4 separate regions of the Mus musculus genome follow, and all the other regions are linked to region 3. Evidence: chromatin contacts called from public Hi-C, HiChIP or PLAC-seq and promoter capture Hi-C data. All regions are on one chromosome and are shown on one strand. Each heading gives the region's core, a stretch centred on a gene start, on an enhancer-like site or on the middle of the called end of the contact. The rest is flanking DNA. Distances are from core to core; before and after follow the strand shown.

Region 1 (6,814 bases), core at 1,423-3,922, 300 kb after region 3:
GTCTTTTGAATTTTATCTTTTACTTTTGCTTTTTTTTTTTTCAAAGCCTTGCCCTAAGAACAAGAATGGGTTGTGTAAAGCTGGAGGAGCCACACAGTATATAAACTTACTGAGTTTGACTTTTAAACTTAGCATAATTCACTTGCGAGCCATCCCAGGGGTGTGCACCAAACCTCGGATGCTCTCAGCAGGCTCTTCAGCCGTGGCTCACTGAAGAAGAGCTGGGTTCTCTCTAGCATTTGAGTGTTACAAATCAAGTCACTATGAACATTTGTGCAGATACCATTTTATGAATGTAATATTTTGTTTCTCTGGGATAAATGCCTAGATTTTTTTCAGCCTCTAAAAATCCAAGTACAATAGGATGAACTTATGTATCTGATCCCGTTCTCACAGAGAGCCTGGAGTCTGGCTTGAATCATTATCCTCACATTACAGACAAAGAGACAGAAATTATTAGCACTGACCAGCTATTCTAATGTAAGCTTGGGAGTTGGACTTCTCTGTCGGTTAAGGCCTTGCTTAGTCTTGAAGGGATCCCCTTTAGTGCCGGCTTCTCTGTACCTGGAAACCTTATTGTCTGCTCTGAGGTTTACGCAGATGTTTGGCAATTGAGATTGTATTGGCTTTGATATTTTTATTTAAAATAGCTAAATTCTGAACACATCTAGACTCCCATGACTTTGGAAAATGATCCAGATGTCTATTCTCCTAATTAAGAGCCGTGCAGTGGCCACAAACACCAACTGTGGCTGAGCAGGAAGTCTGAAAAGCCCGGACCAGCACTAACTAGCTGCCAGAAATCCTCCCTGGCCATAAGCTGCATAACAGCTTCCCCAGACACCTCTCTTCACTCCCCTCCTTAACAGACTCCATTAACACCTGGTTGAGTGTAAGGCCACACCACATGTCTAGTCATTTGCAAAGGGCGGATTTCATATTTGGCACCCCGATATCCAGCTGGCTGCAACCTGAACAAAAACAGGGAAAAAAACCCAAAACAAAAAACAAAAAAACAAGAATGACTCCCCGACTGTTTCATTTTATTCAAATGAGACACTCACTGCTTTTATTTTGCCAATGTTTAGCCGTGGAAGAGGAGATGAAAAGACTTAATGACTTAAACAGGGTGAAAAAAAAAAATCTAAATCCATCAATCCCAAAAATGTGCATTTTGGAAGATAGGGAGCCAGGCCAATTTAACAATATGCTAAACAGGTTAAACATTTCATCTTAGAATTCAATTCCTCAAGAGTGAAACATGAACCTTCCACTACTCCAGAGAAGACAGGAAGTGCTCTGGATCCATTATGAGAGCCCTGAGTTGAGCCTGGGGCAGACAGAGATCCACACGACCCAGATCTGCCACTTTGTCCTGCTAACTTTCCAGGACACTGGCTGGCCTCTCCATAATGACCTGGTACACAGTAAGTAATAGGAACAATTACAGCAATAACAACTGACATGTACTGAGTGCCCACTCCAGGCTAAGCACTCCAGGGGGTTCTGTCATTGGCACTTCATGATAGTCCTGTAAGGTAGGTGTTACTCTCTGTTTTGTAGATAAGGCAGGGAGGCTGAGACAGGGGAAATAACTTGCTTGAGATTTCACAGCTTTTAAGTGATGGATCCAGGATATAAGCCAGCATGCTTAATTATAGATTCCATGTTCTAAGCCATATGCTCAGCCTTTCGCTCCACTTTCCCACCAGAGGTATCTTTTTGGATAAAACTCTCTCTCAAAATATATGATATATATATGTATATATATATATATATATTTCTCCTTTGGAAAGTATTGTATAAAATGACCTTACAATATCTAGAGCGATTGATTATTAAGCACAAGATTGTCGTGTTTTATCCCACTCATTTGATTGTGTTTTCTGCCATGAGTATTTGTACTCCTTGTTTGTACATATGTTTCCCCGGGTTGTTAAAATGAAGTACTTTCAATGCCCTGACTCCTGGCTCTTGGTGGATTTAATAGTCACACAAGTGAGGCGCTGAACAGCCTTAGATTCCATCCCAACCACACTTCTTCAAAGGATGGGTCTTTTCATAAAGAAAATGGGGGTGTAAACAGATCCATGACAACTAAATATGTTAAGCGATTTGAAGACCATTTATTGAAGGTATATGATCTGGACACTGCTGTGCTAGATTTGTGGACAGTAAAAAGAAGCATGGTCACATTAAATAATACTTGCCACACCTGAGACGACCCACAGTTCAAAGAACAAATGTGCAATCCAGATGTTATGGGAAACTTCACATTCCTTTCCCTTCTAAAGTTCCCTGAAAGATTCCAGAGATTTCTACTTCAATATCACTTTTGAACCATAGATTCTGCCACCCCTGGAGTTTCATTTTCATTTTTTCTTTCTTCCTCATAATTGTTGACTTTACTCTGTTTCATACTAGCTGACAAGATGAACACGGAAAACTGCACTCAGACTTTGGGGAGAACTTTCACAGCAAGGAAAAGATAAGAGTTTTAAAAAGTGTGTGTGTGTGTTTATTTTTAAATTCTTATAGCAATTCTGGCCATTCAGGTCCTAGCATTCTACCATGTCTTGTTTTACTTTTCTGCTTTCATTGCTAACCAGTAATTTGTACCATGTGATCATGCAAAGCAATTCAGCTCTCCTCAGTGTGGCTCCTGGCTCTGCTGGATGCATGCAAATGCTCTCCAGCTGTTAGACTCTGGGCCATCTACTCTCATATCGATCTCCAGCACTGAACCAATATAAATACTTTTCCAGAAATATCAATCTTGCCACTCATCACTGGAGACTTACAAAGGGCAGGAACTGCTATGACTAGCTTGCATTTCAACAACATTTTTCCTTCTGTTATAACCAGTCTGGAAGGCTTGTGTGGAAGTATAGATTATGGGCTCAGATGGTAAGAAAGACTTGCAGGAAAGACCGAGATTTAAATCATGGAGGTGACTGTAATATAAGTGTAGCATGTAAATCGAAATGTTCAGATTAGGAGTCGCGAACCAAATGAAAATGTTTCTATTTTATAAGTCTCCCAAAATGTCATGTGCAATTTCTAAATAAGAGAAAAAAATCCATTGCAGTATAGAAACCCAAACAAGTGCCGTCACTCCAAACCTTGCCCACCAAATTGTCCAGCCACATAAGCTTACATGGCTGAAACAGAGCAAGAGAGGACTGTGCACTCTCTCTCTGGCTTTTCTCTCCTTCTTGATGTTTCTCTAAAAATTACAGAGGGTGCTGGAAAGATGGATTGGAGCCTCCTTATCTTGCAGAAAACCCAAATTGAGTTCCTAGCACCCATGTTTAGTGACACACATTGGTCTGTAACTTTATCCCCCAGCACACACAGACACCGACACACACACACACATGCCACAGACCCTCTGGGTCCCTGTGTCTGTGTGGAACGGGTCTCTAGTCACGGGTGGGCAAAGCGTGGATGAATGAGTGACAAACAGACACACACAGGAGAGATCGTGTGGAATCTGAGTGTAATTTTCAAATCGAGCATCAGACTTTTATGCAGAGGACAATAAGGAAGTTGGGTGACATATTCACAAGGTACAATTGAGGTAACCGGAATCTTACATAAAACAGAGGAATGCAAACACAAGAGGTCTAACGGGAACCACCTGGGATAGAATTCATTGATAACAGCTGGGATCAACAAGGGCTCCACCTAAGATTCACTAATCTTAGAAGCCAGAGTCAAGGGCTTCGCGCCCTTGCCTTAGTTCCTATTTTAGTCTCTTGTATAGTCCACCTTCCCCTTAGGCCATTGTAAATACGTGTGTATGGGTGTAACTCTGCTACAGTTCTAAGTATCTATTCTGGTTTCTCCCTTGGTCTGAAACTTCCTTCTTCCTTAGTGATGGTAAATTCCTGTGTAAGGGAGTGACTTACCTTTTACAATCTTACTGAATTCCAAGCCCATGATCTTGCTCAAGGACATTTCTAGGACTGTTGGAACACTGGCAGAAGGCTTTAGCCATGTCAGAATTCAATTTTAAAAAGCACTTATAATAGGAAAATACTGAAAGAGAGCACGTGGATCCATACACTAGACTAATGCGGGAATGGAAAATTAATGTATGGGTAGGGAATGCTAGACTCCAGGAGGAGAGCTTCCTTGAAACTCTTTTGCCTCGTGAGTGACTTTTAAGCCTTTCAGCTTGTCCAGCTGACTCTACCGGAGAGCGTAGCACACACACCCAGACACACACAGGTGCAAACACACACACACACACAGACACACACAAATACACACAAACACACATAGGCACACACAAATACACACAAACACACACAGGCACACAAAGACACATACAGACACACACACAGGCACACACATACAGACACACACAGGCACACACAAACACACACACACAAGCACACACAAATACACACAAACACATAGGCACACAAAGACACATACAGACACACACACATAGGCACACACATACAGACATAGATACACACAGAGACACACAGACACACACATAACACACAGACACACACAGGCACACATAGACACACACAGACACACAGATACAGACAAACACACACAGACACACACAGAGGCACACATACAGAGGCACACATACACACAGACACACACAGAGATACACATACACACAGATACATATATACACAGACACATAGACACACATACACAGACAGACAGAAATAAACATAAATTTAAATTTTAAAACATTTTTTAATAAAAAGGAAGGAAGGGAGGAAGGGAGGAAGGGAGGAAGGGAGGGAGGGAAGGAGGGCTAATAGAATGGAAACAAGGGAGAGAGCAAGGAAGGGAAATCAAAAAAGAAGCAAGTTTCTGAGCAGCAGACTCAAGGGCAGCAGCCATGGACAGAAGTGACTAGACAGGATAGGCTGTGTGATAGCAGCTGTTCCAGTCTTGCTCTCAGAATTGCTGTCTGCCCAAGAGATCAGTCTGCCATTTGCCAAATAAATGGAAATTTGAGTATTGATGAATTTGGAGCATCTATAGGATGTTCATTGGCATCAGAAAAACAGGGAAGCCCAAATAATATATGATCACTTTATGATCTCAATGGAAAAACAAGCAACTTGGGAAATGAATGTGGTACATCTAGCCTGCTTCATCAATTGACCAAAAAAGGTTCAAATCCTACTGTAACCAGAAAAGCAGGGGATGTTTTGCTCGGCTAAGGGAATGAACTCAACAACCATCCAGTTCAATACAGATCTTTAAAGAGTATGAATATACAGCCACCAAGAGCCAATCATTTTAAGAAAATAAAGTCAATGAGCAGAAGAACTAATTCTTGAAGAAATGGAGTTAATAGCCAAAAGTCAGGAACTTTTACATCACAAAAGGAACAGATGGCTGTGGGGGACAATCTACTACAATCCCTGCAAACTGAAAAAAAAGTCATCACTAAAATTAAATAACAGATGGCATAAAGAACAAAATTTACATAACATAAGATAGAAGTAGTAAATTAAAATATGTGGCCAAAGAATTATCCTAGGGTAAAGTAAAAAATAATGAGCTGAAAATAAGTACAAAATTAAGACAGGAAAGACAGATGCAGGAGATCCAACATTCAGCTAATTGGAGTTCTAGAAGAGGAGAAAAAGGCTCAGCATCACTAATCATTAGGGAACCACAGATCAAAATCCCAGAGACACCCTTCCATACATTGTTAGGGTGGCTGGGAGGGCTACTATTTATAAAAACAAAATCAAAAATAGAGAATGACAAGTATTAGGGAGGTCATGAAGAGCCTGAGACCTTTGGCCATGCTGGGAATATAGACTATTGCCTTTGAAAAACAGGGCAGTTCTCTCTTATCACTTATCTATTGCTGTGCAGAGACACCATGACCAAGGCAAGTCATACTTTTTTTTTAAAAAAAAATCATTTAACCAACCTGGAGCTTGTTTACATTTTGGAGAGTTAGTCCATAATCAGCGTGGTGGGAAACATAGTATTAGAAAAGTAGTGAGAGCTTTGCATTCTGACCTATAGGCAGCAAGCAGAGAGAGAAGGGGATCTGGCATGGGCTTTTGGATGCCAAAACCCACCCCTAGTGACACTCCTCCTTCTACAAGGCCACCTCTCCTAATCCTTCCGGAACAGTTCGCCTGACTAGGAACCAAGTATTCCAATCTGTGAGCCTATGCGGGCCACTCTCATTCAAACCACCACTGTTAATCACAAATTAATCATACCTTGGAGCCCAGCAACTCCATTTGCATGCATATACATAAAATAATTAAAGACAAGGATGCCAACACACATTTTACGTATGACAACCATACAGGGAAAACAGTTTCATGCATTCAAAATGCGGCTATCCACACAATAAAATTAAAGTGTCTATACAACTGAACAAAGATACAGTGACATTTATTTAAACTTACTAAAGAAATGAATATCTGATATCTGATATATGTTACAAACATGAATGTAGGGAAAAGAGGTTTGGGCACTGCAGCATGTATCCATGATGGTTGAATGTAGGTAGGTATTCCAAGGATTTTCTACCAGCCCAGTTCTGGCTCTTTCTCTCCTCCCTTGGCACACATGCTTGTATATGCTAAGCAAGCTCTCTGTCATTGTGCTGTATCTCCATTGTCAGGTCTTACTGTCTTAACCATGGCTTTTGTAGACTTCAAGAAAACATATTCCAGTTTATTAGTTTGTCATTTCCCCCTATCCAGGACAGTTTGTATGTTCTCAGACAGTTCTCAAGGTCAGAAAGGGTATGCCTCTGTAGTTTTTTTCTAGAAATGTTATAGTCTGTTTTTTTCACTTT
Region 2 (5,905 bases), core at 3,165-5,664, 260 kb after region 3:
TATCAATGAACAGCAGCTATGCTTACCTGCAGAAGACCTGAACAAGATCAGGCTAGCCAAAATTCCAGCATGGATGGGGAGGGGTTCCCTAGGCCACACCCCCAGATGGATTCTTGGTGTTTGATGGTTGCTGAGGGAGGGAAAGCAACTCTTCTTTAGGGACATTGTCATTGGTAGGCTGATCTCATCTCAGTGTATATGGTCAGCACTAAGTAGACTCAGAGGGCTAATAACAATAATAATGATTGTAATGATAAGGGAGGATGAGAAGTCTGGAGAGAGACGAGGTAAGGTTGGAAGGAGGTAGTGATTGGGGGATATGGTCAAAATGTATTGTTTAGATGTATAAATTAGCAAACAATGAATAAAATAGTATTAAAGGAAAAGAACAAATAAATAAAAAGAAATGAAGAGTAATGAGGTGCCAGGGAAGAAACAAGAAACTGATCTCCATCTAATCTCCAAGGGAAAGATTTAGATGCTCCCTATACGTAATTCAGGGAGACTATATCTCCCTATATGTAATTCAGGGAGACTATATCAAGAGCAGATCCTGGGTTTTGTCTTCGGACTTTTCTACAGCTCCTAGGATGACTGTGCTTCTGCATCCTTGGTGTGCTAATATGGTAAATGTGTTGGGTAGCTATCAAATGTGAAATCAACTGTATTTGTTACTTCTCCCATTGCTGTGATAAAATGCCTGGCAGAAATAATGTGGAGGAGGCGGGTTTCCTAATGTTTTCCATTCACTACCTCAGCTACAACCATTTTTTTAATACTAATATTTGTTTTCATCTGCTGTTGGTCTTCTGGTTGGCTAGTGAGGAGGCTGAAATCATTGATTAGAAACTGTCTTTGTTTTCCTTAATATTGATTATTTAGCATTGTATATATTTCATTCTAAGTACTGCTCGAATTCTATCCCCCCAATTTTTTTGTTTTGTTTTCTGAGACAGGGTTTCTCTGTGTAGCCCTGGCTGTCCTGGAACTCAGAAATCTGCCTGCCTCTGCCTCCCAACGTGCTGGGATTAAAGGCGTGCACAACCACTACCCGGCTTATCCCCCAAATTTTAATATGCCATGTTTCCATTTTTATTCCATTCAAAATGCATTCTGAGTTCATTTTTTGATTGCTTCTTGGTCCCATGCGTTTTTTAGAAGTGTGCTACTTAGTGTCTCAATAGAAGGAGATTTTCCTGTCCTGAGTTCTTTCTCTTATTGATCTCAGATATAATTCTAGTATAATCAGAGAATGTGTTTTGTATGATTCAAATCTTTTAAGACCTACTTAGCCTTTTTACAGCTCAGAATTCCTATGTAAATAAATATTCTGTGTGCATTTCAAAAGAATGTGCACTTTGATGCTGATGGTAAAGAGCTCTGTAAATGTCAATTAGGTTATATGTCTTTTTCAAGCTCTTTAAACCCTTACAGAAATTTTCAGTAGTAATTGATACAAAAGTATCAATTACCATTAGAAGACTTTGCATTTCCCATGTAATCGGGAAGGATCTCATTCCCTCTGCAGTTCTACCAGCTTTTTGCTTTATATATTTGGAAGCTTCATGATTAAGCACATAAACATTTAGGATTATTAAAGCATCTTGAATTGATTCCTTCAGCATTATGAAATAACCTTTACTTTCCACAGCAATAGTTTTGCTCTGAAATCGACTCAATTTGTTGTTAGGTTTATCACTCCAGCTGTCTTTGGGACACCATGAGCCCAGGATATCTCCCACACACTTCTGACCTACTTATATCTTTATAAAATATGTCTGTCACAGGTGGCAAATATTTGAATCTTGCTTTTTAATCCAATAGGAAAATCTCTGCCTTCTTACTGGAGTGTTTAATAGTTATCAATGGCTACATAATGAATTACTCTAACTGTGGCATGCTTATAGTAAACACTTATCATCTCATAGTTCCTGTGGGTCAGGAAGGCAGATCCTGCTCTGGCAGGGCCTCTGGCTCAGAGCTCTAATGTGAAGAGAAATTAATAGTTCATCTTATGTAAAGAAGAATGGCAATCCATCATTTTGTTTTATATTCTATGCAGGTTTATTTGTTAATTTGGCATTCTATCCTCTATTATATGCAATCTTTTTCACAGTCCTCACTTCTGACTCATTTCTGACCCCATGCAATCATTTCTGTTTTTGAAAATTATAGGCGTCGTCTGCCAGAGAGTTGAGTATCTCCTAAATGTGCTGAAATCTGCTCTGCTGAACTCAGCCATCCACTATTGCAGCTGAAATGGCAGCTCTCGCTGGGGCTCCCCTGAGGAGCTGGTGTGCAACATGAGACCTTAACTCATGCATGTGTTGAATATTTGAATTGTGTGGGATGTTCTGCTCTGTTGGCAGGGAGAAAATCATGTTCATCATTCAAAGATACCAATTGTCTCAGTAACTCCCAGAGTGTAGAGCCCAGAGCAGCACTGATAAAGGCTGATGGCAGCAGCGTGGTCCTTGCCCGGGACCAGTCTTTGCATGGTTTGGCCCAACAATCCTGTTGGGCCATACTGTGTTCTCTCATAAGTCACTGCATTCTCTCCTAAGTATCCTTTCCTTTTCCTTAAATATCACATCTTGTTTCCAATACTTTTATAGTATGAATTCCTTGATTTTTAAATCCCCGCTACCCATTCCTGTTTACCAACCAAGATAAACAGTGTATTGCAAAAGCAGTAGAACCTCATGAACGGAAGGAGCAGCAATCAAGGGATGTGAGAGAACAAGATCTATCTGGCTCCTAACAGGAGCTTGCCTCATCAGGGTCCCAGCTCTGGGATGGGTCAATGCCAACCATCCTCAACATTGGTCTAGCCAGCTCATGAGCGGGCCAGAGGAGGGCAGCACATCCCTAAGGGTGGCCCCACAAAAGTAAGAGAAATGGTTCATTAAAAGGACATTGGGTGTCATTGTCTAAAAGAAAATGGTAGGGTAGGGAACAGATTCTGGGTAGGAAGGTAAAACAAAACAAAACAAAACAACCAAGCAAATGTTTAGATGCATAGACACAGCATTTAAAAAGAATTATATGTAAGCCTTAGTAGCTATTCTTCTGTTTCCAATTATGAAACTCAGAAACAGATCCACTTTTTCATCCTGGTTCAAAAAAATCTGCTGAATGACGTTTTAAAGAGCAAACCACCTATGGCTTAGGAATAACCAAGTCAGGCGTGGTGGCACATGCCTTTAATCCCAGCACTCGGGAGGCAGAGGCAGGCAGATTTCTGAGTTCAAGGCCAGCCTGGTCTACAAAGTGAGTTTCAGGACAGCCAGGGCTATACAGAGAAATCCTGTCTTGGAAAAACCAAAGGAAAAAAAAAAAAAAAAAGAAAAAAAAAAAGCAGAAAGCAGGAGGCACCTGGGAGGTCTCCTACTCCAGGAAAATACAAGGAATGACCAAGTCAGTGCCACAGATGTGTAGGTCCGTGCAAATCTTGTCTACCATGCCTGCTTTGCAAGAGTGTGGAACACTCTGACGAAACACGGAAACCCAAATGGGAGCCCACAGGAAAGCATCTCCTTTGCTGTTTTCAGCTGCAGGCAGGTTAGCAGAAATTAAAATTTTCAGTAGCTTACCCAAGGCTACTGAGGGACCATTAGGTTTTCAAGGATTCCATAAATTTTCTGAAAGCACTTTGGTTCCATTTGGAAGGGGGAGGGAGGGAACCCAGCATGGGAATATTTTGATCACAGTTGCAGAGTGTGAAGCCTTATTTAACACTCAAAGGTCATTGCGCTGGTTTATTGGAGGGAATTTCGCTTTAGGTTGGGAAGTTACAGGAGACAGGGAACTGCCATTGAGGTGGGTCTGTATTGTTGGAGGTCTGCTCTTCAGGCTGTCTAGTCTCCCTCATATTGTTTGTTCTGTACTAAAGAGTTTTGGAATGAAACCACATGACAGCTGTTTCCCTCTGAATCTTCTCTGGAAATAAGATATATATCTCATGTGGCTTTCCCAGAAAAAAAAAAAAAAGGATTTGAAATAAATAAATACCCCATCTGTTACCATCCGTCAGTGTTCCCTAATCTCTGCTGATTTCTCTGTGCTGGGCTCTCACACTGTGTGAAACTCAGTGGCAGGCAGCTGAGGTGTGGTGGCGCCCCTGGCAGCTCTCCTCTGACACAGTAGTCTCTCCAAATTGTGTTAGTCGAATGTTATGGTAACACATCTCTTCTGTGTACTGCTTTGAGCAAAGTTATGAAAGCTGCCGTTTAAGGGACATTGCCAGTCCATATCCTGCACGAATGATTTCAGGAGGAAGTGACATTTAGGTTGACTTGTAGGGACAAGTAGGGTTTGTTGTGGAAAGACGGGGCAGCAGGGATGGAAAGGAGAGACCACTGTAGGGAGTTCCAGCTTACACTGAGGGCTACAGAGAGTGATCGCTTCTGCAGTGTCCTATGATGCGCATGTGTGGGCTGGGGCAGGGTATGAACATGTGGGTGAATCTACGTGAAGGTGTGTGGGTGTGAGAGAGAGAGAGAGGGGGGGGAGGGGGAGGGGGAGGGAGAGGGGGAGGGAGGGGGAGAGGGAGAGGGAGAGAGAGAGAGAGAGAGAGAGAGAGAGAGAGAGAGAGAGAGAGAGAGAGAACATGTATTTGGGGGTGGGTCTTGGATGAGACGCCTAGCAAACAATGAAGCTAGACTGGATCTTGTCTGGATCCTTGATGGATATGGGTGCTTTCACTTCTTTGCAAATAGAACACTTTTCATTCACAACCTCTGCTCTCCACTGGACCACAGATGTGAAACTGGCTTCAAATGTTGACTTTTTTTTTGAACGTAAGACTTTAAAAAGAATAGCCTTGTTCAAGATCAGGCCGGACTCCTCACTCAGGGTGGACCCGGAAGCTTGAGTCTACACTACTCAAGGTCGTGACTGGGTGGTGTTTTCCTTCCTGACAGCGTGCTCCAGATCCCAGTCTCACACCCCTGAATGCTTTCCTTGCTTAACTGACTGCATTATAGAACCAGGATGGGTGGATTCCTACTTATTTTGATTTATTGAATTTTTTAATATTTTACATGTAGCGTGCTTGCCCTTAATTTACAAAGAATATGTATGGGATGATTAAATCTATCCATCTTTAAATAACAAAGCACACAGTAAATTAGGTTGTCCTTGACTTATACAGCATCCTTGATTAAAATTTGGGCAAGTCAGTGGTCCTCAGGAACATGAAGGTATCTCTATGATTGCTGGTGGCACTGCTAGAGATTGCACGATAAACAATGTGGATGCAAAACTATCTGTAGCATTTTTTTTTTCCTGAGGAGAGAGGGCAAAGCTCAGAGAGCACCCTGGGTGTTCCAGGGCCCCTGGCTCCACTGAGGTCCCTGTCTTTGTTTTCTCCTTTGGCTCCTCACATAGTTCTAATTTATGCTGGCTTGCTACTTTTTTTCCCCCCATGTATCCTTGTAAAGCTCCTTAAATCCTTGATGATACAAGGGAGGTTTTTAATTTTCAAAAAGAAATAGTATGAAAAAAAGCATAAATTGCACTATGCACTATATATTTAAGAACTGAGTGTCAGCATCATGGGGATTTTAGCTCTTTTTAAAGTTGAAGGGCTTAAGGCTGAAAATGGAGGTACCCTGCCTGGTCTCCAGGGTACCAGGCCTGTGTTTCCATCACACCCTACTGTGTAGATTATTTGCTTTTAGGACATGGAGAAATGTGTTCAAGGATCCCAAAGAAGATACTACATATGAAAAGGGCTTCTCTCCATTGCACTATAATTCAACAAGGACCCATCTACAGCTCGTTTCACCCCAAGTGCAGATCCAGGATGAGCCAACACAACACCTTGATCTACAAGGAGGAGAGCCAAGGTGGCTGAGTAGCTTCCAGGTGGAGCTTCTCTACGGACTGTCAGGCAGCAGGCAGA
Region 3 (6,287 bases), core at 1,484-3,983:
AAGGGAATAAAAGGTTTGCTTTTCTCCTATAATGTTTACTGTTTCCTTTAACTCTTTGTATAATGCAAATTCCATTTTAATTGTGCAATTCCACTTGATGGTGGAGTAGTGGTAGAAGGACCTGATTAGGTGAATTACATTCAACCATTCAGCGATCAATGCACACAACCATTTATAAGTCTGTCCACATGGCATATGCCCTTACATCCTGTGTCTTACTTATAGAAGTTACTGTTTCACATACACATATAGATTAGATTATCATAGTCAAGTAACAATGAAAGTACCAGAGATGGTCACCAGGGAAGCAACAGTGACTAAGCAGTGTCTATTAGATACATACAAAATGTACTCTCTTGTCATATGGTGAGAGTGGTGGCAGCAGCCTAAAATTTGCCATAAGCAACTTCTACTTTTTCCATTTTATCAAAACCGGATCTGACACTTGGTATCCTGACTTATCTCCTAAGATGTTGACTGTAGTTCTGTAAAGATCCTCCAGGGGAGACCACCTTTGCCCTTCCAAAAAAAAAAAAAAAAAAAAAAAAAAAAAAAAACACCCAGCCATGAAGGAACACCCACTGTTAGCAATGGTACTAGCCTCTGATTGTAGACTAAAAATGAGGCATTTCTAAGGCTTAGCTGCCGTTTCCAAGTAGAGGTGACCTACGTGGCAGCGCTTCACTGGCTGCCATGCTGTGCCCTAAGTGTTTGTTCCTTTGATCACCTCTTCCCACAATGGCCACTTGAAATTAGTTCGAGCAGAGAAACTAGCAATTGACCACTTTGGTGGGGGGCTCCTCACAACAAAACAGACACAAAAGAAGCCCTGGCCATTTTGCCTGACTAAATTAGCACACTACCTAAATTGATTCCTAGGCACTCATTTAATATTTCAGAAATTAAAGAACAAAAATTGCCAATTAATACACCCCTTTCCCAGATGTTCAGTGTTTTCCCCTTCATCTCTTAAATATTCTCTGCATTCAAGTTAATTGTATTTTTATGCAAATTCCCCCTTGGAGCTAGTCGTGTGTGTGTGTGTGTGTGTGTGTGTGTGTGTGTGTGTGTGTGTGTGTGTGTGTTTAAAGCCATACGGAATCTGACATGATTTCTGTTCTGTTGCTCTACAGAAAAAGGTTTTTAACCCAGCTTGAGTTTATTTCAAAACTCTAATTAGAGACTAAAGTAGTATTTGCCTTGTCCAAATAGAAAATCATTCCCAAAGTTGATTTTTTTTGTTCCTGGTTAAAAAACCAACAAACATCAGATATACAGATTTTTTAAAGCATTACAGTTCCTTGATAAGACTGTCTCCCATCTTCCCAGAACAGTGCTTTCTGGTTAAGTAACACAATTTCATAAGGCTCATAAAATATTTTATCCAGAAGGCAACTTTTTAAAGAGTTCTTTCAAAATATTTTTTTCTACTACTTGAATAGTCTTTTTCTATTTCTGACTTCCTGTCCTTTCTTTTCTCTGCCATACTGCACATTTGCTTACTCTCTGGAAACAGAGTCTGAGTAGCAATGAATGCTCCTCTAAAACAAAATTGAATGACGGTATAAAGACCGCACGACCTTACTCTATCTCTGCACAAATTCTAAAATTTCCGTGTCCCTCTCCCCTTTAAAATCTTCGGGGCTGCAAAGGGGTCAGATACTTTAGTATTTTAAATAAGCAAGTGAAATATTACATGTGTTTTATGGAAGGAAAGGACGGCGCTGTGGTTGAAGTTCAAGGGTTTTTCGCTAGTCTCACACTATAGAGATTGTGCTGCACTCAAAGCAAAATGCTGTCTACAAAGAATCTTTAATGAGTGTGTCAGGTCTCCACAACCTTGGCACCTGCTAAAAACCAGGACTGCTGTGAGCCGAAAACCCATCAAGTTCACAAATGCCGACCCTACTGCGCACTGGAAGGCTCCACTCGCAAGGAGGAAGGAAAGGATGGGAGGTTTCCGTCGCATTCCCGTCCAGGTGAAGGCTGGATCCTTCACCCCGGTGTCCGCAGTAAACACGGAACTCCCAGCAGAGCGCCAGAAGCTCTGCTATCTCCCCAGATGCGCAAAACTCAAGTTGTCTCCGCGACTCAGAAACGACCCTCGCTCCGGGCTGCAGTCCGCGGCGCCCGCGGGCTCCGGGGGGCTTTTCTGCCCAGACCCTGCAATGACATCGCTCGGTCCGGCGGCCTGGGCGCCCCCTCCCGCCTGCCCTGCGCGCCCTCGACGCGCGCACGCGAACGCTGGGACCCGATCCCGCCGGTGCCGAGGGGTGCGGGGCGCTCGGGACCTGCGGCCCCGCTCCGGGCAGGCAGATCGGCGGCGCGGAGCTGGAGCGCAGGGGGGCGCCCGCGTGGAGCAGGGCAGGCCGAGTCCGCGATCGGTTCCGCCGCTGTCCCCACCACCCGCCGGGGGAAGGCAAGGACCGCGACCTCCGCGTCCGGTCGGCCAAGCTCGGGCCACACCCAGTGCCCCGGGAGGCGGCCTTCGGGCGCTCGGCTGGTCGATCGCCCCCACCCTGGCCACGCAGGCCCTGGTGAGCCGCCCGACCCGGGGACCCGGGCTTACCTCGTTGCGAGCGCGGCTGCTCTGTCCCGGGCCGGGGCGCGGCGCTGGCGGCCCCTGCAGCGCGGAGAGCGAGCTGAGGGAAAGCGGCGGTAGGGCCGCTGGGCCGCTGGGCAGGCTGGATTCCTTCACTGCCTCAACTCCGCGCCGCCAGCCCCACGCAGGGACACTCCCGCCCGCGCAGCCGCCCCCTCCCGGCGGCCGCCCGCCCCTCCGTGTCACTCACCAGGAGCACACACCCCGCCGGCGCCCCTCGCTCGGGCTTGCACACACGCCGCCGATCACGCCTCCCTGGGTTTTGTATCCGCTCACACGCACGTTCTGACACGGATCCTGTCCCTCCACACGCCCTCCCTAGCTCCTTTCCCACCCTACTTTCTAGAAGAATCCCCCATACAGCTTCAGCACTTCATTGGCTTGCCCCGCACCAACCTTCTCCCCTTCCCCTCCAAACCTCCACCTACCCTAAACTGCCCACTACTGTCCAAACACTGGGTACTACCCGCGTGAGGAGCAAGAGAATCGCTCTTCCCTACCCAGGAAAACGAACTTTGCTGCCCCAGCACCGTCTGCAAAGGCGAGATGCTTCTCCGGACAGAAGGTAGTAATGCTTTCTGGGAGTGAGCCAAGCTCAAATGTAAACAAAGATAGCTTATTCGGAAAAGCCGCGGAAAATCAGGCCCTGGGATGAGCTCTGGGGGCTCAGCCCGACCTTTGAAATCAGACTGAGCTGAAGTGTTTTGGCTCCTCGTCTTCACTCCGGGTCTCACGCGGGCATCTAATCGTGCGTGATCACCCACTGAGCTGCCCTGAGCTACCCAGTGGCAGCGGCTGGTGATGTTTCTGCCTGGGAGTGCAGTAGTTGGGAGAGGAAAGGCAAGCATTATTCATGATGGACGCACTTTAGATCGCACACCTCTTCCAGAGGCAGCAGAGGGAAATGCAGGCTGCTCTCAGGTTTATTTTTGAAGGGTAACTTCCTAGCCGCCCTTTCTCTGAGCAGTAACTGTTCCTTGGGTGAGTGGGGTGGGGGGCTTCCTGGCTCTCAGCCCTCTACAAATATCAAATCAGTCGGTTTCGCCTCTCAAGCTCAGAACAGCGGAATTGTATTCCATTTAAGGGAGTCGTTATTTGAAACGAATTACACTTTCAGGTAACATTCGGATCTACAATACATCATAGCCCAGTTGACAAAGGTCACTCTGATTAAAAGAAGAGATGAAAGGAAATAACTCATTTTCTTACCTGACTGGGAGTTTTCTCCCACCCCATAGGCTGGATTGGTGAATGAGTGTGCTTTATTTAGTATCTGATCCAACCCTTCAGATAAACTCAGTGGGTAGGTATGTTTTTTTTTCGCTTATTTGCAAATAAAGAAAGGAGACAAAAAGTTAAATAGCTTGTCTAAGTTTTCAACTAGTAACTAGAGGAAGAATTTGAACCCAGTCTGGCCCAACCTTTGTGCAGACGGAAAAGCCAGCTTCTGTACAAGTCAAGGACAAATGCCACCCTATTGCTTATTGAATTTGAAAGAATTAATTAGTAACTTGGAATGATTCAACTTGGAGTGTGGTGCACATTTCAGGGCTTCTTGCAAAGTAAGTCGTTTAAGTTTTGAGCGAAGGTTCCCCCATGACTAGAATTCCAAAAACAAGTAATAAATTATCGTTTCCCTCAGGATGGGCTTTGGAAATAACATTGAACTCTGGCTTCATTCCTTTCTTCTACCACTTCATAACCTTCCTGGGACTCCAAATCCAACTTGCTTACTGAAGTCTGACAGAAAAAATGCTTTCAAGACCAGAGGGATGAAAGGGTTTTCAGAAGCCAGGCCTGGCCTTTTCATATTTGAGGGTGGCTTTCCAGTAAGTCATACCTATAATAATAACTGCTTTGTGGGCCAAGAGCAGAGAAGTCAAAACGTGGGACTGATGTAAAAACAGAGTAACAGTTACCGAAGGACAAACCTGACTCCAGCTCATCTCCAGGGCGTGGTGGCCCTGCCCAGAAAGGGCAACGGTCTGAAAACCCAAAGGAAACAATGCTATCTTTCAGGAGTTAGACCCGGCGTAGCAAGAGAAATCAGACTGCTGAACGTCTTATTGAGAGTTTCAAATCAAACTCAGACCTTTGATTGCTCAAAGTAATTTGGTTTGAAAAAAAGTAAAACCTTAAGGTTTAAAGCACTTGCTGAAATATCAGTAAAAGCGTCTTGCACATCAAATAACTAACAAGACAGCGTTTTGATGAGTCAAGAGTAAACAATCTTTAAAATCATATAAAATAGATCTGTACTAATATTACCCGGAAAGGTAAAAACCCAAAGAAATGGAATGTGAAAAAACAGCAACAACAAAACAAAACAAAAACAAAAACCAATTTGTGTTTTTAAGTAGATGTTGGAGAATTGTTTGAAAAAAGTACATTGTATGAAATGATAACCAAGAGTTTATGCCAGTATGATTCTCTTCAGAATTATTTTGCAAGATTATACTCATTTTACTGTTTGATTAACTAGATTTAAAAACTAGAGATCCCTTTTGTAGCAAACAAATGGCACAGCAGCAAATGTCTAAATATATAAGGGCAAAGTGTGTTGGTTTGTATTTCCTCATGTTTAAAATCTCAAAGTGATATTTTAAACCTGCAGCTACCGCTTTCTGCCATGTTGTCTCCTCCACTCTCAACCCCGTGTGCTTCCTGTAAGCATGGGGGTCAGTAAAGCTGACTGAACAGTATTGATTTCCGTCAAATGCCACATTCCTAGCTTTTCAATCCCCATTGTGCTAGATTTCCGAATCTGTAGGTGTGGGTCATTCAGAGCAAGGAACACCTTCAGGAAAGCTGGCTTAAGGCTTTCATCAGTTGCACACTGTCCCTTTGAATGTCAATATCTGCGTGAGTGGTATAGACAGGGAGTGAAGTAGTTGCTAGGTTCCAGGGCACCAGGCAGCATTTGGCTAGATGGGACTGCCTACCACAAAGAGATCACAGACTTTGACTGGGTATAGTCACTGCGTGGGATCCAGGTTATCTCCCTCAGGGAGGTGATGGACAAACTGCACCTGTTTGCAGATATTCCAGCTCTTTAACTGATGGGATTTCACCCCTTCGTTTGACTGGATTATGGCCCTGCAACTTGCTTCAGGCAATGGTGTGGATGAGAGTGATTGGAGGTAGAACTGTGGAGAGAGTTCACAGATCTCCATGTTATCTCTTTCCAGTACTGAGAACAGTGAGGTACATAGAGATGGCAGCTCCATCAGACAGGAGCCAGTGACAACACTGAGCAGTACCACATCTGTGGTCGTTAGTGGACACATACCACAAGTAAGGAATAGAACTTGTTCGGAGTCACTGGGTCTGGGCCCTTTGCTTCTTCATTACAATCTGAGCCACTTTGGTTACAAATAGGAAAGTGATATCTTGGCAATAGTGAAGACATTCTAAAGGGAAACACAGTGCTCTTCCCACCAGGGATCAGACTATGAAAACAATCGTCCCCAAGGAATTAGAATTTCCCTTGGAGTCTAGTCTCATGCTGAGGAAGGAAAAGTCCGAAACAGGAGGGGCACTTGTCTTATAGGAAAAGTCTCCATGAAATTCTGACAACTCATCTCTCCACATTGCTGGAGATAATGGAATGGAGACAAGGATGGGTCAGTGGTGGGCAGAGCCACACCTGACCAGGACTACTTAGTTACAAATACCTCCAACCCTT
Region 4 (6,502 bases), core at 3,088-5,587, 400 kb after region 3:
GTGTTTACTACACACACACACACACACACACACACACACACACACGTAACTATGTATATAAGAAAATATTCTTTTCTTCTCTATTAAGAAACCATAGCTTAGGTATAATTTTCCCTTAAAAATAGGCTAAAAGGCATGACTCTGTATCAATACAAATTTGCATAAGTGTTTAGACATCAGTAAGATGCAGTACTGACAGTAACAGTAGAGCCGACACTAGAAATGTACATGATGCACTGTTTTCCACGCCACTGTTTAGCTAATGATAATGGTTAATTTAAAAATAAATCCAGGTAGGTTAAGATTATGCAATGCTCTTGATTTTATTTGCCTATTTGATATTAGGTTAAACATTTTTCTGTCTGCTGGCAATGTTCATTTTTTACTTCTGTTAACTATGTTTGTGTCCTCTTATAATTTTCTCACTATAATGTTCAATTCCTTAACAGTTCTGTTTCATTAGTAGTTTGTCATATATGCCTATTAGCAACTTGCTATGTGTGTTTTCAATATATCCCAGGAAGATATTATGTTGACTTTTTATGGATTTTGCCATTACTTTCTGCACATCCAGGTTTATCATACAAAAACTGTCATAATATTTTATCAGGGAAGGAATAATTCTATTATTCCTTTTTGTTACTGTTTTTAAACATTTCCTGTGTGTGCCAGCATGAGTGAAGGACAGAGAACCTGCAGGAGTTGTTCTGTCCTTCTACCACGTGGGTCTTGGGAACTGAACTCAGGGTGGCCAGTGTGACAGCAAGCACTGTTACCCACTAAGCTATCTTGCTAGTTTTTAAAAAATGTGTTTCTTTGAAGCAAGGTCTCATGTAGCCTAGGCTAGCTTTGAACTCATTATGGAGCTGAGAAGAGCACTGAACTGCTTTTAAACCTGCCTTCTACTTCATTCATTTTTGCAAGCTAAGTGTGGAAGTGCCTCTAGTACTTAGAAGCTAAGTGTGGAAGTGCCTCTAGTACTTAGAAGCTAAGTGTGGAAGTGCCTCTAGTACTTAGAAGCTAAGTGTGGAAGTGCCTCTAGTACTTAGAAGCTAAGTGTGGAAGTGCCTCTAGTACTTAGGAGCTAAGTGTGGAAGTGCCTCTAGTACTTAGAAGCTAAGTGTGGAAGTGCCTCTAGTACTTAGGAGCTAAGTGTGGAAGTGCCTCTAGTACTTAGGAGGCTGAATCAAGAGGATCCAGAATTCAAGAGCAGCCTGGGCTATACATAGTGAACAACCTATGAATGAATGAATGAATAGATAAGCACGCAAATAAGCTTATAATTGACAGCCCCAAAGTCCTGAAGCTACACAATTACTTCATTATTTAATGGATGCAAGCGAAACAGATTTTATGACTCAGTTTAGGATGTACATCATAGGTATTATAAATCTAAATATCACTCCCTCCATCAGCCCCAGGTTATTTGATCTAAAGGAAAGAAAATGCGACTACTGAGGAACTCAAATATGAAAACTGGGGTCCTTACTGTTATATCAAAGATCAGACCCAAGAACCATGGATAAATACTTCCACTCCCTGAAATGGGGATCAGATGCCTCCCTAGTCAAACTGATTCTTCACCCCAGACTATTAACTATGACTACCCTACTGAAAGGAGTTTCTTCTTCCTGGGGATAGAATGCACTTACGATGCTTATGGGAGGTAAGGAGTGGAGGCTATGTCTCTACTCATGTCCAGTGAGGCAGGCAACAAGAGACTCTCTTGCAGAGACCAAGGAATGCTTATCCCAGTTAGATGCTCACGGATGCAGAAATTTAGGAGTCCATCCCACACTGTACTGAACTGGAGTCCAAAGAATCTTTTCAGAAAACTTCCTGTTTGCAAGGGTTCAGAAACATTTATAATAAGGATGTGACGTAGAATGGACTGCAAAGAATGAGGAGAGCTACACTGGGTAAGAGCCACACTTCTCTCCAGAATGCACCATGGGAAGGAACATCTTTACAGAGCATAAATTACACAGCCCAACTAAGCTGCAAGGAAGGATCCAGCTAAAGGGAACTGCCTAAGACAGTGTAAGGAGACCCAGAGACATAAACACACCTCGACAGTTACCCTGCAGGAAAGCAAGCTGTGATGGCACCTGGACTCCTAGCACTTGAGAGAACTCCGGCTCTTACTGCTGAGGGTCAGGAAGCCATGGGATGGTCTGGAAGAGGGTGGAATAATGAGACCTTGGCTGTCAACCACAGTTCCATCACTGTACATACAGAGAGGTGGAGACACTGCATGCTGCTGGATTAGACCGGAGATATGAGAGATCTACAGATGACTTTGGATTTCTAAGTCGAATCGTTAAATAGGTATTTTCATTAACCTGGATAAGGAAGGCTGCTTCAATAGATTTTCAGTTTTAGAAGGCTACTAAATATCCAAAGGAAGTAAAGGCATGCAATTGGTGAGTTCATAAACACCCGCTAATGTCTAGACTAAATAAATGCCAGGCTCGTGAGCATGGAGGCAGTATGTAAAGTCACGAGATGGAAAGAGATCACTGAAAGAGTAGAGTAAAAAAATCCCAAGAGTGGAGCATGAGGCTACTTGAAGGTGAGAAGGGGCTGGAACCTAACTAGAGTTATTCCCAAATTTCAGCTTGATTGAGGCCCTCTGACTTTTATATCTGAGGCACTTCAATGGAGAGATTTAACATCTGCATAGACTTCATAGCTAAGAAGTACAGAGTGGAATGGGAAACCTGGGTGACTTGGCATTGAAGCTTTGGGATGCACGGCCTTCCATTTCTTTTCCAGAAGACCTCATGCTCTATAAAACCCCACACTCTGAACATTACCATTCTGTCATTGTCCCAAAGGCTGATGATGGGAAATGAAAGATGATCCTCAAACTATATCTAGAACACTTTAGGCCCTACTTAAGCCAGGTGGATGTTCTGTCTGGAACACTTTTACAGCAGAAAGTACTCAGCCACCATCACCACCACCACCACCACCACCACCACTGGAAGGCATGAAGTAGTTGGTCACAAGTCGCAGGAAGCAGAAGCAACACACTTGTTTTCAATCTGGGAATAAAGGCACCAAAATGAGATTTTCTTGAACCTAAATTTGGGTTTTTGCTAGTTTCCATTAGCAGTCAACTAGTCAAGTCAACTGATTTGAGAGAAAACAGCAAGAGAAAATAGATTTTTTGGTGTATCATTTTAAAGCACCAATTTCAAAACAATAACAGTTTTCTAGTATGAGGAAACCATCTAGCTATATTCTAACTTGAATATCTACCCTAGTGCTAACAACGCTCTGGGATAATTGATTTTCAATGTAAATGCCAACTGTATCTGCGCTGTCCAACGGGGTACAAGCAAGTCACCTGTGGTGACTCAACACTTGGCAATACAACTAGTGAGACAGAGAACGCTGCCTTTTCATTTTAACTTGTTCAGATACTCTCACGCGGCTAATGTATCCACTGCACGATGCAGTTTTACATTAAAACCCAGCTTCCAGGACAGCTTCAGCAAAGACGTATGTCTGCAGCTATAAAAACCAGTAACAGGAAGCACACAGATGAGTTGAATTCAAATGGGCCTCTCAGTATCATTAGCATTCTTGACGATTGCATCCCTTCCACTGCTGTGTTTTAGGGTTACTGGAAAGGTCACTTTAGCAACGGATGTATTTTATTTGGTCAGTCAGCGTTTTCTAAACAGTCCAGTGCCCAGCACACACACAGTCCTCTGAGAGCAGGCTGGAGCTGTGCGTGGCTGTCCCACTCCCTGTCGCGCCTCTCCTTCCACCCAGTGGCACCTGGACTGACAGCCGCTCTCTGGAGACCGTGGCCCTCCAAGGCCCCTTCCCCGGATGGGGCTCTGGCAGGAACGGGGGCGCGCCCCGCACCCCCATCGTATGAGAACCCGTGTGGGCGTGTCGGGGAGGCCTGGCCCCGCGTTACCTGCACGTCCCCAGGGAAGTAGAGGACGTGGTGCCGCTGCTCCGGGGAATCTCCTTCCCGGGATGTCAGCAGGAGCAGTTCGTTGCTGCGCTGCGGGTCGGAGCCCGGCACCGTGGAGCGCTGCAGACGGTGGCTGTCCTCCGGGGAGCCCCGCTCACCGCCGCCCGGGTTCATGGCTCGGGTCTGCAGGCGGGACGCGGAGTCTCCGGAAGCGAGCAGCGGCCGCAGCAGCAGCAGCACCAGCGCGGGGGACCGCAGACGCCGCGACCCCAGCATGGGCTCGAGCCGCCAGGGCCGCTCACCCGGCAGCGAGGGCGGGGCCTCGGCTGCCCAACGGCTTCGGTCGCCGTGACGTCAGCACGCCGCGTGCGTCCGGAGGGAGGGGGAGCGGAGGGCGCGGCTGGAGGAAGGACGTTTGTGGTTGGCGGACTCAGCCCCGGCCGGGAAGTTCGAACGGACGTGGAAGAGCCCGCAGGTTGGGCCCATGCACAGCAGCAGCTGCTCAGGGTCAGAGTTTCCTCGGGTTCTGTATAAAAGCTTTGGTAGGTTCATCCTCACGGTGAAGATGTGTCTTTGTTAATTTAGTCCAAGGTAAAGAAGAATGGTTCTGAAAGTCTTGTACTTGCTCAGAATGAAAAGAATCCCCTATGTCCCGAAGTTACCTAGTTAGGGAATTTCTGGCTCCACACCAAGTCTAGCACATTCCTAGTTGGTAGAGAGAGAGAGCTGGACACTTACCTTAGGGAAGATAGAGAAAAGGCCTACTTGTTCACACATTTACTGTAGGGGTGTTTACAGCTTATCGAATTTCCGATTTAGGGTTTTGAAACCACGTTGAAAAGTATAGGAAAGTCGTGGAAATAGCAACTTCTTACTTAAAGTTGTGTAGAAATAGGACTGGGCCAAATTTATGCTAAAGGTGGGAAAAGTGAATCTTGTTTTAACATTGTGTGTGCACATCGGACACGCACATGCATCTGTTTGCTGCTGTGGGCTTGAAGTGACTTTGGGTGTAAAGGAGATTCCTGGAAAGAAGTTGAAACTTGAAGTTTCTGCAGGAGTGATTAGCTGATTAGAACTTAAATGACTGGGGAGAAATTATGTTGTAAGTTCAAACCCTGATTAAAAATTATCTTGAGCTGTCTTTCGCTCTTTTAATTAATAGCCTTTCCTAGCTAACCTGTGTACCTAAACAGCCAGCATACTAGTGAGTATCAGATGAAACCTTTGAAATGTATTAGCTTAGCTTCCACCAGCCCAGAAGCTAAGACTTATATTAGAGGCCTATAGCAGAAATTTTCTGTCTGTTATCTTATTTTCAAAGTCTTAAATTATATAATATTTTCTATTTTGATACTGTAAAACTTGAGCTAACTGATATGTGGCTCATCTTTAAGGTGAGAGCAGTTTTTTTGTATCACAGTACATTCCTCACACTCCATCTTTTAAAATTTTTTATTGATTAGTTTATTGTTTGACAGCATCTTGCTGAACCTGAAGCTCATGGATTAGGCTAGACTGGGCTAGCCAAGAAGCCCCCAATGGTTTGCCTGTTTCTAACTTCCCAGCTACTGGGTTCTCTGTTTTGTGGATGCTGGGGATCCAATTCAGCCCCCATGCTTTGGGGAAAGAGGCAGGCACCTTACCAACTAGGTCATATCCCAAGCCTTATTCTAATTTTAAATTTCTTGTATTTGTTAACAAAGTATAATTGCTCTGTACATTTTCTTAGTGTCTTTATAGAGGTATGCTTTACCAATTACTTTGACAAAAACTGTTAGATTCTATCTGACATAATAAATGTAACTGAGGTGTTTTGATTGAAAATGGCCCCCACAGACCCATATTTGAATACTTAGTTCCCAGTTCATAGAACTGGTTGAGAAGGGCTCTGATGTATGGAGTTCTTGGAGGAAGTGTTTTTCTGGGGATGGTTTTGGGGATTTGAAAGCCCACACCATTCTAAGTTTGCCCACTACTCCTCCATCCTTGTAGGTCAAGATCTAAGCTCTTGGCTACTACATTAGCACCATGTCCTACACTAGCACCATGTCTGCCTGCTGCCATGCTCCCCACCATGAGGGTCATGGACTCTATCTAACCCTCTGGAACTATGAGCCCACAGTTAAATACTTTCTTTTATAAGTTGCTTCGGTTATGGTGTTTTATCACAGCAATAGAAAAGTAAGATACAAACCAAGAATAAATTATTTAATTCCTACCACAAAGTAGATTGATTGCTTTATTAAAATAGCTAGTTTAGAAGCAGAGGTCAGGATAGAATCACACCAAGGAAGCTGATCTTCACTTTTGTTTTGCAAATCATGTTTTCCCAGGGTCTAGGACTGTTAAGCTGTAGTCTACAAGTCCAAATGTGGGTGTATATTGCTAATGTAGCTTTTGATTCTTGTGGTTTTGTTTTTTCAGGTTGACTGATTAGTGAAATAATCATATGCTGAAGAGAACAGGAAGTACTTGTGTTTAGAAAAAAAAGTAATTGCAGCAAATGCTAAATATCTCAAAGTAGGCTTAGTATCTCTAAGATAATTGAGGCCTTTGAGAAATACA

What was found. A called contact is a pair of places that touch in the nucleus more often than the background predicts. HiChIP or PLAC-seq counts read pairs in DNA pulled down with a chosen protein or histone mark. Capture Hi-C pulls out chosen DNA fragments and counts their contacts.
Region 1: an H3K4me3 HiChIP or PLAC-seq map of embryonic limb bud shows a contact between it and region 3, with 6 times the contacts expected there. The contact joins the enhancer-like site here to the promoter of Spats2l in region 3. A contact is called at or near these places in 11 of 39 promoter capture datasets (the 3T3-L1 cell line, 3T3-L1-derived adipocytes, cranial neural crest and 5 more), 1 of 15 datasets of contacts at CTCF or cohesin (large pre-B cells), 17 of 115 datasets of contacts at active chromatin or transcription factors (SST interneurons, craniofacial prominence, embryonic forebrain and 8 more) and 2 of 9 other capture datasets (embryonic stem cells and liver).
Region 2: a contact with region 3 is called in a Hi-C map of myocytes, with 3 times the contacts expected there. The contact joins the enhancer-like site here to the promoter of Spats2l in region 3. A contact is called at or near these places in 9 of 39 promoter capture datasets (the 3T3-L1 cell line, 3T3-L1-derived adipocytes, cranial neural crest and 5 more), 5 of 484 Hi-C or Micro-C datasets (cerebral cortex, embryonic fibroblasts, myocytes and 1 more) and 12 of 115 datasets of contacts at active chromatin or transcription factors (craniofacial prominence, embryonic forebrain, embryonic limb bud and 6 more).
Region 4: a promoter capture Hi-C map of adipose tissue shows a contact between it and region 3. The contact joins the promoter of 4930558J18Rik here to the promoter of Spats2l in region 3. A contact is called at or near these places in 1 of 484 Hi-C or Micro-C datasets (embryonic stem cells) and 3 of 9 other capture datasets (adipose tissue, liver and pancreatic islet).

What each region holds. Positions count from the first base shown.
Region 1 is chr1:57,473,774-57,480,587 of GRCm38.p6, reverse strand. No RefSeq gene overlaps it. Among named protein-coding and RNA genes, the nearest start is that of Gm22371, 55 kb to the right of the region's middle. Within about 2 kb of position 2,672, at least 24 of the 459 cell types and tissues checked have an H3K27ac peak or open chromatin away from gene starts, as enhancers often do. A contact at or near this core is called in craniofacial prominence, embryonic limb bud and second pharyngeal arch cranial neural crest, where this site is marked.
Region 2 is chr1:57,509,065-57,514,969 of GRCm38.p6, reverse strand. No RefSeq gene overlaps it. Among named protein-coding and RNA genes, the nearest start is that of Gm22371, 90 kb to the right of the region's middle. Within about 2 kb of position 4,414, at least 18 of the 459 cell types and tissues checked have an H3K27ac peak or open chromatin away from gene starts, as enhancers often do. A contact at or near this core is called in myocytes, where this site is marked.
Region 3 is chr1:57,771,307-57,777,593 of GRCm38.p6, reverse strand. Spats2l (spermatogenesis associated, serine-rich 2-like) reads right to left here and starts at 2,733. Exons shown (of 14, transcript NM_144882.4): 1 at 2,570-2,733.
Region 4 is chr1:57,375,379-57,381,880 of GRCm38.p6, reverse strand. It overlaps 4930558J18Rik (RIKEN cDNA 4930558J18 gene), which reads left to right and starts at 4,337. Exons shown (of 4, transcript NR_037999.1): 1 at 4,337-4,476; 2 at 6,362-6,502. It overlaps 1700066M21Rik (RIKEN cDNA 1700066M21 gene), which reads right to left and starts at 4,261. Exons shown (of 2, transcript NM_028546.1): 1 at 3,935-4,261. The coding sequence starts at 4,210.